2 separate regions of the Macaca mulatta genome follow, and region 2 is linked to region 1. The links are chromatin contacts, called in public Hi-C maps. All regions are on one chromosome and are shown on one strand. The core of a region is the stretch at or near the end of the contact, and the rest is flanking DNA. Distances in the headings are between cores, read along the strand shown. Region 1 holds the start of SMAP1 (small ArfGAP 1). Region 2 holds the start of FAM135A (family with sequence similarity 135 member A).

The links. A called contact is a pair of places that touch in the nucleus more often than the background predicts.
Region 2: a contact with region 1 is called in a Hi-C map of fetal cortical plate, with 2.3 times the contacts expected there. The contact joins the promoter of FAM135A here to the promoter of SMAP1 in region 1. A contact is called at or near these places in 2 of 14 Hi-C or Micro-C datasets (fetal cortex germinal zone and fetal cortical plate).

What each region holds. Positions count from the first base shown.
Region 1 is chr4:114,900,925-114,908,647 of T2T-MMU8v2.0, forward strand. SMAP1 (small ArfGAP 1) reads right to left here and starts at 4,155. Exons shown (of 9, transcript XM_077999773.1): 1 at 3,888-4,155. The coding sequence starts at 4,005. It also overlaps the pseudogene LOC106997989.
Region 2 is chr4:115,142,004-115,149,726 of T2T-MMU8v2.0, forward strand. It overlaps FAM135A (family with sequence similarity 135 member A), which reads right to left and starts at 2,887. Exons shown (of 19, transcript XM_077999779.1): 1 at 2,679-2,887. The coding sequence starts at 2,770. LOC144340332 (a long non-coding RNA gene) reads left to right here and starts at 3,075. Exons shown (of 2, transcript XR_013416321.1): 1 at 3,075-3,195; 2 at 3,318-5,632.

The sequences.
Region 1 (7,723 bases), core at 2,905-5,404:
ACGAATGTTTGATGTGAGCAAGGAGCTTACCCTCTCAGTATCATACAGGCTAAACAAAACAATCTCCAGAGTTAAAAAACCTTATGTTTCTGACAACCCAAAATTGAATGGGCAAGAGACTCACTTTCATACCAATTTAAATATGCTCAAAATCAAACCTAGTAAAAGATGCATCAATAGACGGATAAACTGTGGTCTGTCCATACAATGGAATATTATTCAGCCATAAAAGGAATGAGGTACCGACACATTACAAAATGAAAGAACTTTGAAAACATATTAAGTGAAAGTCAGAAACAAAAGTCCATATGTTGTATTACATGAAATATCCAGAACAGGCAAACCTATAGAGATAGAACATGCAATGGTGTCTGCCAGGGGCTAGGGAGAGCGGACAGTGGGAAGAAACGTCTCAATGTGAATTTTATCTGTATGCTTTTTTTTTTCCCCCCGGGATGGAGTCTTACTCTGTCAACCAAGCTGGAGTGCAGCAGTGCAATCTCTACTCACTGCAACCTCCGCCTCCCAGGTTCAAGCAATTCTCCTGCCTCAGTCTCCCAAGTAGGGATTACAGGCGCCTGCCGCCGCACCCAGCTAACATTTTTCATATTTTTAGTGGAGACAGGGTTTCACCATGTTGGCCAGGCTGATCTTGAATGCATTTCTGCATTTTTAAAATCTCAGAAATATACATTAACAAGCATGGGGTATGTCAGTGTGGTGCCTGCCAAGCCCAGTGATGTTTTCTAGGAGCCCTACCCACTAGTTCAGGCCACTCCTGATGTCCAGCACAAGATGCCCTGTTCTGAGCCTGTGAAAGAATACAGAAGTGGGAGAAAAAAAAAAAAAAATCAAAGCTAGGATTACCTGTAGACAACACTTTAAATACTGAAAACTAACCTTGAAGCTGGCAAGGCGTTCTCAGTCCTCACTGCTCCCTAAAGTGTCACCAACTAATAACCAACAAGAGCTGCTTTAAACTCCCACTGAGTCATGAATGCAGCTAGGAGAGAAGAGGAGTAGTTCCATCTGCCTGTTCTTAAATTCCCCAGTTGTTCAACGGATTTGGTAAGAGCAGCATCAAGAGCAGGAAACTGGTGCCTATACCATCCTTTTCTCCTTCCTTGCTTCTTAAATACTGTCAATCCAGGAAACACAAGCTGGTGATTCAGTAAGAAAATGTCAAAACCCAATTGACATACCTCTACCAACTATTATAAGGCAAGATAATACAGGGACCTCAAATCCTAAGCTTTAGTTTCGGTACATATTCCCAAAGATCAGTGGAAGAAGCTTCTTTAAAAGAAAGAAAATTAAGTTAACTGGGAAATAACTTTGAAATACAGTACATGAAAAGTTTGATGCAATTTACTAGACAGTGAAGAAAACATCAATACATACACAGAATGAAACTTCTTAGTAACCGAGCTGTAGAGTAAGATCCTTAACATATCTTTTAAAAGTACTACATTTATTATGTCATCCTAGCATATAGATCCAAAATCATGTAACAAGCCAAGAATTCTACTAAAAAAGCCTCCATAATGTACTTCAACCTTACCAAATACTCAAAAACTGCGAAAATATATTTACATCTATTGCTCTACCATGTCAAAATTTTCAGTTACAACTATGAAATCAAGTCTAATTAAGCCAACAAGTGGCCTTACCTGTGATTTTTTGCCTGAAAGATCAAGATAACACATTGAAATAATTTACAAGATCATTTTAATATTCTTCTAGATTTAGTAGCAACAACAACAACAAAAAATCCTTGTAAATTATACTGTGGAGTGCATGCCCTTCAAGCTGCACCCTTGTACTCTTGATACCATTCTCTTCTCTCCCACATCCCTCACTTCTCAAAACAAGTAAACCAACAAAAGGCCAGACAAAACCAAAATACAAAAGACATTCATTCAGTATATACCGTGGCAATACAAACATTGAGCAAAATGAATACTTCCTATTCTTCAGGTCCAAAGAAGTAAAACTTTTCATCCTAATTTAAGAAGTACATGATTCTCTTCTCCCCACTCCAAAAGAGTAAATGAAAAAAAAAAAAAAAGTTAACATGGTTAATAACGGCTTTTAAAAATCTGTATTATTTTAGAAAGCATTAGTGAAAATCTGATTTTATAAAGTACTTTTCTGGAAACAGAAATTTGAACAAAAATTAAATTATTTTTAACGATGTCTGTAGATGAAGGAAGGTTAATTCTGAAACTGTTACTATTCAATTTTTAATGAACAGATTTAATATTTACCAGCATCTCTACTTAATCATGTTATTACTCAAAATGACAAAATGTGTACTTTTTAACTTCAGCTTCTTTCTTCTTCTTGGCCTTTTAAAAGACCATTTTTCAGTGTTTTACTAGTGCAGTCCATGAAGAGCAAGCGACTGAGCCTCAATACAGTACAGAACTCCCAAATAGCCACACACAATCAAGTTACTAGGAAAACAAATATTACAAGAACCAGGCATGCACTATGTAAAAACTCATCACCTGAAAAGGTTACACAGGATAAATATAATTTTGACTCAATCAAGTTACTATATTGAAAAGTGCTTCATAAAAATAATCTAGTTACAGTATTCCCACTTGATTCTTCCAGTAATTCAGTACCTGTTATGACAGTGAAGAAACCTGCTGATGCTGTGTGGCTCAGTCTAGTCAAATATTACCAGTCTACTGAAATATGACTCATTTATATAGTATTGAGAAAGAACAGTAAAGCTTCAGGAAGAGTCTAAGTCAAATAACACAGAAATCTTAAAGGACATTCCCCAAAGAGACTGTCTCCTGCTTTGGAGAACTACCCTATTTCTCGCCCAATAACGAAATAAACCAATTAAAAATAGACGCAATCTTTTATTAACTACAGAAGACATTTCTTTTAAAAAAAAATTAGAAATGTTTCTGATGAGATTACTTGCAAGGCATTAAACATAAATCAGATCTCCAAACACAAAATATAGCAGCTAAAAATAGTATATCTATTTCAAAGGCTGAGGCAGAAGCCCTCCAACTGAACAAACTAAAATTAGGTCTTTTCTGTCTCTAGATCTTTAAAATGAACCTTCAACATTTATGAGGTACACAAATCAGTGTCCACACATTCTCCCAAACTAGCTGGTCAGAGAAAACCTAATTACTAAAATCTTCAGAAATATAAACCCACTGTCCTCCAAGAGATTCATGTAATGAAATTCCTCTTCATTCTGGCTAATAACCAGACTAAAAAACAATACTACTACTAATAAAGACCTTTCTCCAATTAATTTATTCCGTAAAACTCAAATCCACCGAAAAAGACCACCATACTCTTTTTCAAGAGGCAGAGACAAGAGCCTTGTACAAAAGCTGTCAGGTGGGGCAGGCAGGTAGGGCTCTGTCTGGGAGACCAAGAATCCGGACCGGAGAGGGAGGACGTGGTCACACCGGAGGGTAGAAGAGGGGATCGAGACCTAAGGGCGGCCCCACCCACAGAGATAGCTATGAGCAGAGCTAGGAGGGCAACTCTCTAACCCTAAGCTCTGCCCAGACCCGTGTCCGGTTCCGCGCTCCCAGCCCCGCTCCTACCCTCAGCCCTGTGGAGGGTCCGAGCATCGCTACTCCGGCACCTGCTCAACCCGGGGTCGGGGAGGAGGGGAGGCTGGGGCCACTGACAGGGCCTGCGAGCCTGACCTCGCCGCCGCCGCCTCTGGCGGACTTGAGGGTCGACAGGAGCCCCGCGCCCGCCCGCTCAGCCACCCGCCCTCCAGTCAGGGCAGGGGCCTCCCGGCAAGCCGAGGCATCCGCTAGGGCCCTGAACGCCGCAGCGGCGGGAAGGTCACCGGTCGCAAGAGGCCCCGACCGGGGCAGCGACGACGTCCGAGCTACCTTTGGCCTCGCAGTCGGCGCAGTACTTGTTGTCCTCTTCCCTCAGAAGCTTGGATAGGATGAGCTGGTGCTGCTCGTTCAGCTTCTGAGCCTTTTCCCGGCAGGAGCGCGTCGCCATCTCGGCAGTGGGGCGGGGAGCCCAGGGCAGCTACGGCGGCGGCGGACGCTGGCTGGAGCCGGGCAGAGTGAACGCACCTGGCGCCGCCGGGACCGCGGGCTGGCTTAGCCCAGGAAGCGGCGGCAGCAGCGGCAGCTGAAACAGGAGGAGGGGCGGCGGTGGTAGCGCCGACGTGTCCCGCCTCCTTGCCGGGCCGGCCGGCAAACACCACCCGAGCCGGCGAGGGGAGGAGGAGGGGGAGTGGGACGCGCCGAGGCTTCCGGGTGGCGCGGAGGAAGGGACCCGGGCGCCGGGCGCGCTGCGCATGCGCCGAACGTACGCGGCCCGGCCTGCCGGATCTTTCTGCAAAAAGGCCCAAGGTGATTCCTGAAAAGTAGCTGGCACTGCCTCATGCAGGTTTTCCTCCCTTTTGAGATGTGATGGTCCGCGAGGGCCTCGAGTAAAACTCGGTAATGGAAGACCTTTTACAAGGAGGCTACTTTGACTTGCCCATTTGCCTTTGCTCTTGCTGGCACAACATTGGAAATGCAGAAATACTAGCGACTGGGTGGGGTCATTTACTCATTCGAGGTTTATTCGCCCGCAGTTTAGAAGCTGGAGACACGGATGGAATAAAAGAGGAAAAACGGTCTCTTACATTTTAAGGACGAGAAATAATCTAGTAGTGACATGTATTAAGGGATAACATTTCATTGAGTGATTACTCTGTTACGAACTATTAGCTCATTTAACCCTTTCCCCAACCTTATGATATTGTTGTCCTCATTACACAGAGGAGGAAAGTGAGGCATAGAGGAATTAAGTAACCTGCCCAGATTACAGAACTACTAGTGGGGGAGTTGAGATTCAAATCCAAAGCAGTCTGATTCCAGAGTCTGAAACACCTGGCTGTAAGCCCTTCCATAAGGGAGAAAGTGTGACCAGGAACCCAAATACTCGACGGTGATACTTTAACAAGAAGCTGTGTAAATAGTGATCATTAATGCAAGAGAAAGAGAACTAAAGAAATGAAACACTTTTCATTGGAACCCAGACCCTAATCCAGGCTCATGAGGTTTCAACTCTGGGTGAGGCAGTTTCAATGATTTGGCATGTTGTATATTATGAGGAAGTTCTAATATGGGACTTATATAAGCCCAATACACAGTCCTTGCTTGCGGTGAGGCAGATGCTAAGAAAGGCAATCAACAAGAGTCGGTCTTACGCTTTTTAGTAAGGCTAATCTCTAGCCGCTGGCCCTGCCTAAAAGTGACCCTCATTGCTACCTAGCCCTGTTCTTGGCACAGGGGCTCAAAAAAATGTTTGTGGAATTAAATTGAATGGATATGGCAATAAAGATGTTCAGTAATTAAACAAATTAGAGCTTAAACTGCATAGCTCTGACACATAGCAACTAGAGAGATATTGGTGAGTTCAAAAGAACAGAAAAAAACCTTATGTGGGAGGGAGAATTTATGAGCCTTGTCCTGAAGATATGCTTGATTTAGATGGAGACTGGGGAGGGAGACATTAAGAAAGAGCAACATGCACAAAAGCGTAAAGACCTCAAGTACCTTGGAAAACAGACTGGAACAAAAGGTACTACTTAGGACGGAGTGAAAGATAAGGCTGCATAAGTAAACTATGATTGGGTTATGGAAGACTTGGGAAGCCAGACAAAGTAATCTGGCCTTGATGCAATTCACAGTAGAAAACCTGTAGATTTTGGCCAGGCACAGTGGCTCACACCTGTAATCCCAGCACTTTGGGAAGCCAAGGTGGGTGGATCACCTGAGGTGGGGAGTTCGAGACCAGCCTGACCAACATGGAGAAACCCCATCTCTACTGATAATACAAAATTAGCCAGGTGTAGTGGCAAATGCCTGTTTAATTCCAGCTACTCAGGAGATTGAGGGAGGAGAATCGCTTGAACCCTGGAGGCAGAGGTTGCAGTGAGCCAAGATCACGTCATTGCACTCCAGCCTGGGCAACAAGAGTGAAACTCCGTCCCCCCTGCACCCCTGCCCCTGGAAAAAAAAAAAAAAAAAAAAAAAAAACCCTGTAGATTCTTCAAGTAGGATAATAGCATAATAAAAAGGATCTTTCGGGAAAGTTAGTCCTGCCATAACCAGTAAACAAACACCATTTTTTGAGTACCTGTCCTCCCTACAAAAATTCTGTGCAGCACTGTAAGGACTCAGAAAACAGAATACAGGTTTACCTCCAATAAACGACCTTCAGGATGGATTGAAGGGTCACAGTGATGTCCAATAGAAATACTTGCATGCCACACATATAACTTTAAATAATACAGTAGCCACATTTTAAAACAGAAAAAGAAACATAAAATACATTTTATGAATACATTTTATTTAACTCGATGTATCCAAAATATTTTTAAGATGTAATATAAAAAAAGGCATATTTTCCATTCTTGTTTTCATATTGTCTTCAAAATGCTGTATAACACAGCTCGTTTCATTTTTGAGTAGCTGAATTTATTTCTTAATAAAGAAATTATCAAAAAATTGAAGCTAAGAGTTGGAGACCCTGCTGGTCCATGGGGTCTCACTATGTGGGCCAGCATGGTCTTGAACTCCTAGCCTCAAGTTATCCTCCCACCTTGGCCTCCCAAAGTGCTGGGATTACAGGCACGAGCCACTGCGCCCAGCCTGGAGTAGCTGAATTTCAAATGTTCAGCAGCCGCATGTGACTAGTGGATACATTATTGAATAGTGTTGTTCTCGATGGTCAGCTTAGAGGCTATTAAAATCTAAATTTGAGTTGATTGTATTTTAAGGCTATAGTAGGAAGAAAGAGACATGTTCCCCAAAACATCTTGGGAAGAAAACAACATTGCATTTATTCACCAATATTTATTAAACCACTTCTATCTAGTACACTAATTATCAGAAGCTTACAGTCTACTATGAGATAAAAATATGTAAATAGAAAAGGACTACATTGAAAAGTCTATAGCAAATATAAAGTGTTCTAGGAGCAAAAGGAACAGAACATGCAGTAGCCTGGGAAAATCTGGGAAAGTTTCACGGAGGAGGTGATGCTTAAACTTGGCTTTTAACAGATGGGGGAATTTTTCAAGTGAATGGGGGTGGAGCGGAGAGAAAGGAATTGCTTTAAAAAACACGTATGGACTTCTGAAAGTTCAGGGTTATATGAAGTAGTGAGGATGTGAGGCCCAAGAAACCTAGAATGTGTTTGGAGAATGTGAAGGTAGGAAAGGAAACAAGATGGAGAGGTAGATTGACACCAGAGGGTTAAGAGCTTTGTAGCAAAGCAACAGAGTTTGAACCTTATGGGTTTATAGAACCAATAGAAGCTTTTACATGAAAAAATGACTTCATAAGCTTTCTTCTCAGTAACTCTCCATACAGCGGTAGTATGGAGAACATGGTGGGGAAAAACTTATCAAGGGAACAGATTACAAGACTGTCTCAATAATAGTCCAAAGAAGATATGATGAAGGCCTATTTTAAGCAAGTTGCATAGGGTTTGGGAGAGACAGAATCAAATGATGCTTTAAAATTAGAAGCAGCAAGATTTGGCAGCTGACTGTATGTGGAGGGTAAGAGAAGGAAGGTGAGAATAACATCAGGCTTTCTAAGTTGGGAGACAGGTAAATGGTGATGCCATTAACGCAGATCAAGAACAGAAGGAGTAGGCCTCTCAGTCCAGCAGTGACAGGGCTGAGCCAGCAGCACTAATCCTCCCAGTTCTC
Region 2 (7,723 bases), core at 1,637-4,136, 240 kb after region 1:
ACAGAAAATTAAGGATGTAACTAAAGATATAGGTGTAACTCTTATATTTCCTTCCAGTGTCAACTCGTGGCAAACAAAAGAAATATCTGTTTTACATACTGAATGCTGCAGTGTCTGTTTCACTGTGTATGAACATTAGTTAATGTTCATACATTAGTTAATGCACTAATTAGAAAACTCTAGTACATTAGAACTGCTGCTTGTCAAGGAAGCTTGCACTTCCTTCAAAGCCAGGTCATTTTATTTAGTACATCTATCTAGTATATTAGAAAAGTCTAATAGAATGCTAGTCCACAGTTCACTAGCATTCTACTAGACTTTTCACAGAAGTCTGAAATTTAAAAAAGAAATCTGTTCGATTTGGGATTTAAGCAGTCAATTACACTCTTACTACATAGTCTAAAATTAAAGAGATAAAAACTAAGTATTTATATAGCAAATTTTTATCTGTGGTGGCCCTAAGCATGTTTAAGTGATTAGGGCTTGCTTTGCTATTGAGAGATTACTGGGAGGCCACCTTTATTATCCATACTTTACAGCTGGACACACTGAGATACACAGGTAAAGTGGGTTCTACAAACTAATGTCATGAGTCATCGTAAGAGCTCGTATCTTCTGACTAGAAATTCTAGTCTTCTGTCTGCTGTCCACCACAAATCCTTATTTGATTTCTAAGAGCACAGGAACCTACTCACTAAAAATACCAGCAAGAATTTGTAGGCATTTACTTTTTTTAAATGAATGTTTACCTAAAAATAAAAAGACCTGGCTTTGAAGGAAGTGCAAGCTTCCTTGAGAAGCCGCAGTCATCTTTATTTGCATTTGAAAACTCATTTTTAAAAAATCTTAAAAGCTGATGAGTGCATCATCTCTTACTATACACAACAATTGCTAGTTCTTCTCAAAGAAGTTGGTTTGATGACACCAGAGCCTCCTAGTTTTACTTTAAATTACTTTGAATAAGGAACTACATTTTTTTTTGCCTTGGTATTTCCCTTCTTAAAACAGAAACAGAAAACTTAATTCCTACCTGACACAGACAACGTAAGGAAGAATTTGTTTGTGGACTGCTTTGAGATTCCAGAACGAAATACATAATCCAGTTGATCTTCAAACCTACAATAAAGACAAACTTCACTGAACATAATTGCTTCAGCAGATGCCTTCAAAATAAGACACTATACCATTATTTATGTAAAGAGAAGTTGTATTTAAGCAAAATCTTGATCACAGTGCAATGGAAGAAAAAAACTACAAAACCGTTTAGAAAGTTCTTTTTCTCACGTATGTCTCCCATAAGCACACTAATTCTAAAGGTAGCAGAAATTGTATGCATTTATTAGAGAACAGAGACTCTCAGGAAAATTATGCAGTCAACTGCAATAGCAAATGTATAAAACAAATTAATAATACATTTTATAAAATAAATTCTGTTAAATTTCATCTAAGATTAGTTCTTGGGCAGCTACACCTAATGGAGGACAAGAAAATTTCCAAATTTTAAGTGTATGTTTGCAGGTCAACCTTTAACAAGTCTTAACCCGTTATAGTTTCATGAAGTCTGTACTCAAGTTGCTTTTCCAGGCATGTCAGGTAAACATAATTCTTAGAAATTAAAGCTTTAATCAATAAGTGTAACCGATTTATTGTCACTCTTTCGATGATACTTCCACCAACAGGTAAAGAAAGAAGAAATGTTACTAAACTAGAAGATGAACTAGAAACATTGAGTGGATACCTAGCTTAGGCAGAAAGCAGCAACGACTAGAAGGATATGGCACAAAGAAGTCTTCAGAGATTTAATAAGTAAAACATAGAATGAAGTTAAGAGGCTTGACTTATACAAATGAGGGGGAGGGTGGAAGAGTTTTGGAGGGGAAAAAATTAAGATTAGAGACTCACTGGGTCCACGATGGAAAAGGACGGGAGGATAGTGGCCATCAGGCAGAAAGCGATGAAGCAGGGTACCAAAGGAAAGCGAAGGGAGTGAGGGTTTCCGAAGGTAAGACGGGGCATGGAATGAACTCCAGTGCAAAGCGATGCTAAAGCAAAACACAATCGGCAACTAACAAAAAGGGAACCAGGAGGAAGTACCCAAAGGAGGTGGATGAGAGGAAAATAAAACCAAGGAAGAAATTATGGAGGTAACAAGAGTGAGAAACCTGGTCGGCCAGGGTAAGGAGCTCCGGACAGGGGAGTCAGCCTAGGGATGGAAACACAGAGATACGCGGCTTCCCAAGGAGGGACCACCAAGGCAAAAAGGCACGTGGGAGGCGCGGGATGAAAAAGCAGAACCACGAAAGCGGGTAAAGGAGGGACAGAGCGACGAAGATGGAGTAGGGGTGAAGGGCAGGCGAAGGCAGGGACACGCTAGGCGCAAGGTTCAGGAAGAACAGGTCGAGGGACGAGCGCAGGGGCAGGGGCGGCCGCGGGCACCGGGAGAGCAGCGCGCCGCGGCCCCTCGCCTCCCGCAGAGCGCTCCGCACCGCCGTCCCCGCCGACCTTCAGCGGGGCCGGGGCCAGGCTCCGACCGCCAGCAGTCGGGTGAGGGGCCGCGGCGGGCGAGCGGCGGACGAGGAGGAGGCCGCTTCCTTCCTAGCCCCTGGGAAAGAGGGACGGAGGGAGGGGTCATGGGTGTCGGGAGTCGGGGGAGCCAGAGGAGACAGTAAGGGGGTTACCTCTCGCCTGGGTCGGCCTCTTCCCCCGCCTGTCGGACGGAGGAGCTCGTTGTCCAGCTGGAAGAAGACGGCCCTACCCGGGTCAGCACCATCCCGCCCCGGGCCCCCTCACATCGCCATCACAGCAACCGCAAACACCGCAACCCCGGAGCCGGTTCGTCACCGCGGCTCGGCTACCGGCCCAGCGCGGCCAGCGAGCATGCGCAGTCGCCCCAGTCCCGAGGGAGTCCGGGCCAGCCGGCTATACCTGCGATCAACAGGTCCCCGGCCGCACGGCCCCGCCCCCGGCCTCTCTCACCTCCTCCTCCCGCCTCTTCCCTCCCCTCTCTGAGGCTAGGCCCCGCCCCTTCAAGCTCCGTGCCCCGCCCTTCAGGAGCTTCAGTTGCCCCTCCAGCTCCAGCACCTACTGAGATTTCTAGAGATTTGTCCGCCCTACCAGGCTCCCGTTCCCAAGTTCCCGCGAGAACGGGAGAGTTGCGTCAACAAAAAGCGCGCGTCCAAGAAAAGGGGCTTGCTTGTGCGTTTAAGGGATGGAACCTGGAGGTGGAGGAGGAGTAGAGAGCAAGAAGAGGGCAAAAAGAGGGAGTTCGAGAACTTTAGCCTTTTTTCTCACAATGTTGTTTCTCCCTTTCTCTCTAGCTCCTCGGTGCAGTCCCGGGTAGAGACCCCGGTTCCTGCGCTAGTCGATTTGTGCGGTAGGAAAGGAGGCTGCAGGGGATCTGCGCTGGGGCGGGACAACTGCCTTTCGGGACCCGGTCCTTGCATCTTGGGAGATATGGGTGCTGATCTGGTTATTTCTCGGTTTATGACGCCAAAAAGGGCGGGAGGGGGCTGATGAAGTGAAGCCTTTCGCTGTTACATTCCATTAACAGAAACCCATGAAGGATCATTGATTTATTTCACTCTTCCCTGTTTCTGAACCTTATGTGGCAAAAACTTTTGTAGTGCATAAAGTTCAGTATGTTGCTAAAGCTGAGTTAATGAAAGGAAAATTTCGGCTGCGACTCGTGTGTTAAAAATGAATCTAGGATGGATAGTGGTGTTGGTTGCTCAATAATGAATGGACGTAATGCTCCTGAACTGTGCACTTAAAATGGTAAATTTTCTGTTATGTATATTTTACCACAGTAAGAATTAGAAGGGAAAAGCTTTGTGCATTCATTTGAAAGTAATGGTGATGTCTTGTAACCTAGGCCATTTGGGGGACAGGTTTTGAATATATAATTTAACCATTGTTTTTCATCTTTGCACCAGTTTTTTTTTTTTTTTTTTTTTTTTTTTTTCCTTTTGTGAGTCAGAGTGTTGCTCTGTCGCCCAGGCTGGTGTTCAGTAGTGTGATCTCGGCTCACCGCAACCTCTGCCTCCGGAGTTCAAGCAGTTCTGTCTCAGCCTCCCGAGTAGCTGGGACTACAGGCACATGCCACCACGCCCGACTACTTTTTGTATTGTTAGTACAGACGGGGTCTCACCATATTGGTCAGGCTGGTTTCGAACTCCTGACCTTAGGTGATCCACCCGCCGCTGCCTTCCAAGTGCTGGGATTACAGGCCTAAGCCACTATGCCCGGCTTGTACCAGTTTTTACATGATTGGGTGTCCCATTATCCTGTGAACCAATCTATTTGCATTTGTATGAATGGCCTGCTTTCTTGAATTCTAATTTGTCCCTTCTTTTATAGCCCTGTACCATTTTACTGTCCTTGCTAAACAGGCTTTTGTTGCTTGTTTTGTGACTTGAACTTTAGCCTCAAAATTGGAAAGGCTTTTTCTGTTTTTTTAGTTCCAGCCATGTCTTAGGAGAATATAGTAAACAACCAATTATTTGCATTTCCACCTCCGTGCACTCCATGTGGCCCACACTGTGTGCCAAGATTCTTTCCCTGTTCCGAGTTCTTTTTATTCAAATCACATTGTTAACTCATCTGCTATGTGCCAGGCGGTGTGCTAATCTTGGAAGATACCAACATGAATGAAAAAGAACTTGGGTGGAGTGTTTGCAGTATTACCCTATGATGTAATGTGTATAGTGCAGAGATAAAGGCACAGGGAGCTATTGGAGCTCAGAAGAAGCATTAATCCAACTTTGGGAAGAGGTCATGAGTCAGGAAAAACTTCTAGGAGAAAATGATTCCAGAAAGTTGAAGTGGGATGTCTTGTGGCGGTTGGGAGGAGTAAAGGGAAAAGGATTGCTTAAACAAAAGCTGTACGTAAGAAACTGGTCTTTGTGCTGAACTAAAACTAAGACTTCTATGCCACTGTTTGCGGATGTGAGGCTGGAGAAGTTGACAAGGATCATGGTGCGCCTTCGAAAAAAGTCAAATCAGTTCAACCATTATATATATATTTTTATTGTTTATTAGATGTTTGCTAAATACTGTGCTAGTTACTGAGGGATATAATGAAGGTTAACGGTTAGTCTAAAATCTCAGAGTTTGCAGTCTAGTAGGGGTAGACAGGCATGTAAAAACAAAAACAAAAAAAACAAGTTCTCCTACATAGTTAAAATTGGGGTAGGTACAGGGTTGTCTGGGAACCCAGAAGAGGAGCACTTAACTAACCTAGAGATTTAGCAAGAGTTCCTGGTAATTATCTATTGATAGACGAATATAAAATAATGTCTTAAAGAAATACGAAAATTCACCTGGGACTGCTTTGGCTCACCCCTGTAATCCCAGCACTTTGGGAAGCCGAGGCAGGCAGATCACTTGAGGTCAGATGTTCAAGACCAGCCTGGGTTTAGCAGAGAAACCCCATCTCTACTAAAAATAAAAAAATTACCGGGTGTGGTGGCAGGCACCTGTATTCCCAGCTACTCCAGAGGCTGAGGCATGGAAATCGCTGGAACCTGGGAGGCGGAGGTTGCAGTGAGCTGAGATGGCACCACTGCATTCCAGCCTGGGCTACAGAGTGAGACTCCTTCTCAAAAATAAAAAACAGCAACAACAACAACAAAAACCATAAGAAATAAGAAAATTTATGCCATCTGCTGAGGTACAGACTACTAGAGGATTTAGCACACTGATCTAATTGTCACATTACCTGGTTCTAATTCTAAAGTCTTCATTATACTGTGTTATCTTGAGAGTGTCTTACCTTCTCTAGGTCTGTTTTCTCTCACATATGAGAAGATAATCCCATTATATACAATTTGAATTCCTTTAGAAATTTGTGTAGAAATTTCCTGATTCTAAATTTACTTCCCGTATTTATCATCCCAGATTTCTTGTCACCCATTATGCTGCTAATAAACAGTTTTGTGTCACATTTAATGTACATTAACATTTTATGTTATATGTGTCATTTTCAATCTATGTTGTGCTCAAGGAATGTAAGATTTCGAATCCTTTCTATCTTGTAATTGGTTTACATAATTTAACTTTGGCATGAAGTGTTTTTGAATGTTTGCTAAACCCTTCTAACTGTGGAATATTCTCGTAATCCAAAGATCAGGTTATCTCTCCCTTTCTCAGTTGCACAACATTGATTCAGCTAAAGATTGAGACAGTAGAAGAAATGAATATTGTAAATTTGAAAATAGCCCTATGAAGTCCGGGCGCGATGGCTCATTCCTGTAATCCCAGCACTTTGGGAGGCCAAGGCAGGAGATCACGAGGTCAGGAGTTTGAGACTAGCCTGGCCAACATAGTGAAACCCTGGCTCTACCAAAAATACAAAAATTAGCCAGGCGTGGTGGTGGGTGTCTGTAATCCCAGCTACTCGGGAGGCTGAGGCAGGAGAATCACTTGAATCCCGGAGGCAGAGGTTTCAGTGAGCCGAGATTACACCATTGCACTCCAGGCTGGGCGGCAGAGCAAGACTCCATCTCAAAAAAAAAAAGAAAGGAAATAGCCTCATGAAGGATGTCTCATATTTGTCAGATGCTAAACATTAATTTACTAAAAAAAAAAAAAAAAATCTGTATTTTTCCTTACTGGGCTTTATGATTTTTAAAATATTCCTGTTGTAAGTATGGTCATTATTTGAAAATTAAAAATGAGATATAGTCAAAGTTATTCCACAACTTTTTTCAACAATGTGATTATTTTTGGCATTTCATACAGGGAATTCTGAATTCTTTTTTGTAAGAATTAGAGTACTCTAATAAAGTGTGATAAGTAATAATAAAGTATTAAACCTCCTTCTGGGGCATTCACTCTTGTCTCCAGGCAGAATATAGATTTTATCATTTACGGATACTTGGGTGAATGCCCACAGTACTCAAAGTTTTTTAGGAGGTTATATTACTTTAACAAGAAATATAAAACAGCAGAACAAAGTTTCATTATAGGACTTCCTTTATGGGTTAGTAACAGCTACAAACCAGAAGGGCAAATGTATTACTTCATAACAATGTTGTAATATTATTTCATGATGTTTTGTTTGTTTTTGTTTTAAGACAGAGTCTCATTCTATGTAATACATATACTCCATATCAGACTGTAATAATACAGAAAAAAAAACCTGATGCTTCCTGGTCTATTAAAGTTCAAAGTAGTTTTTGTTATATTTTGTTATAAAGGGACAAATAGTGACTTCTTGGTTGCAATTCAGGTTACCTAGGGTTCCCAAAGACAGCATGTCTGCTTGGATCATTGGAGTCAGTCTGTCAGACAGAAACATTCCTCCTACCACCATCCCACTGAATCATTCCTGTGAAGTATAATTAACTAGTATCAAGTGACGGCAGTGAAATGATTTCTGAATTATTCTCTTCTTTGTATGCCTGAAGCTTACTGTGGTTTTTTTTTAAAACATAATATTTATACTAATTATCATTTGCTCTTTGACAGCAAACACATTAGGGCAACTATCTCAGTCTTCCTATGACTCATACATTTATATCTTGAGACTTGATCTTTAAAACAATTCCAGCCCCATATCATCTGCTTCGTATCAGACTGTATCACTTTTCCTGTTATCCTGCTATACCTTCTTATTCAACATATCCCAAACTCATCCTGCCTTCCTTCATGCACAGATCTAGCTCTCTGCCAAACTTCTGGTTTCTGTCAATACCCCTTCCCCTCCCATTTACTAAGCCTAGAA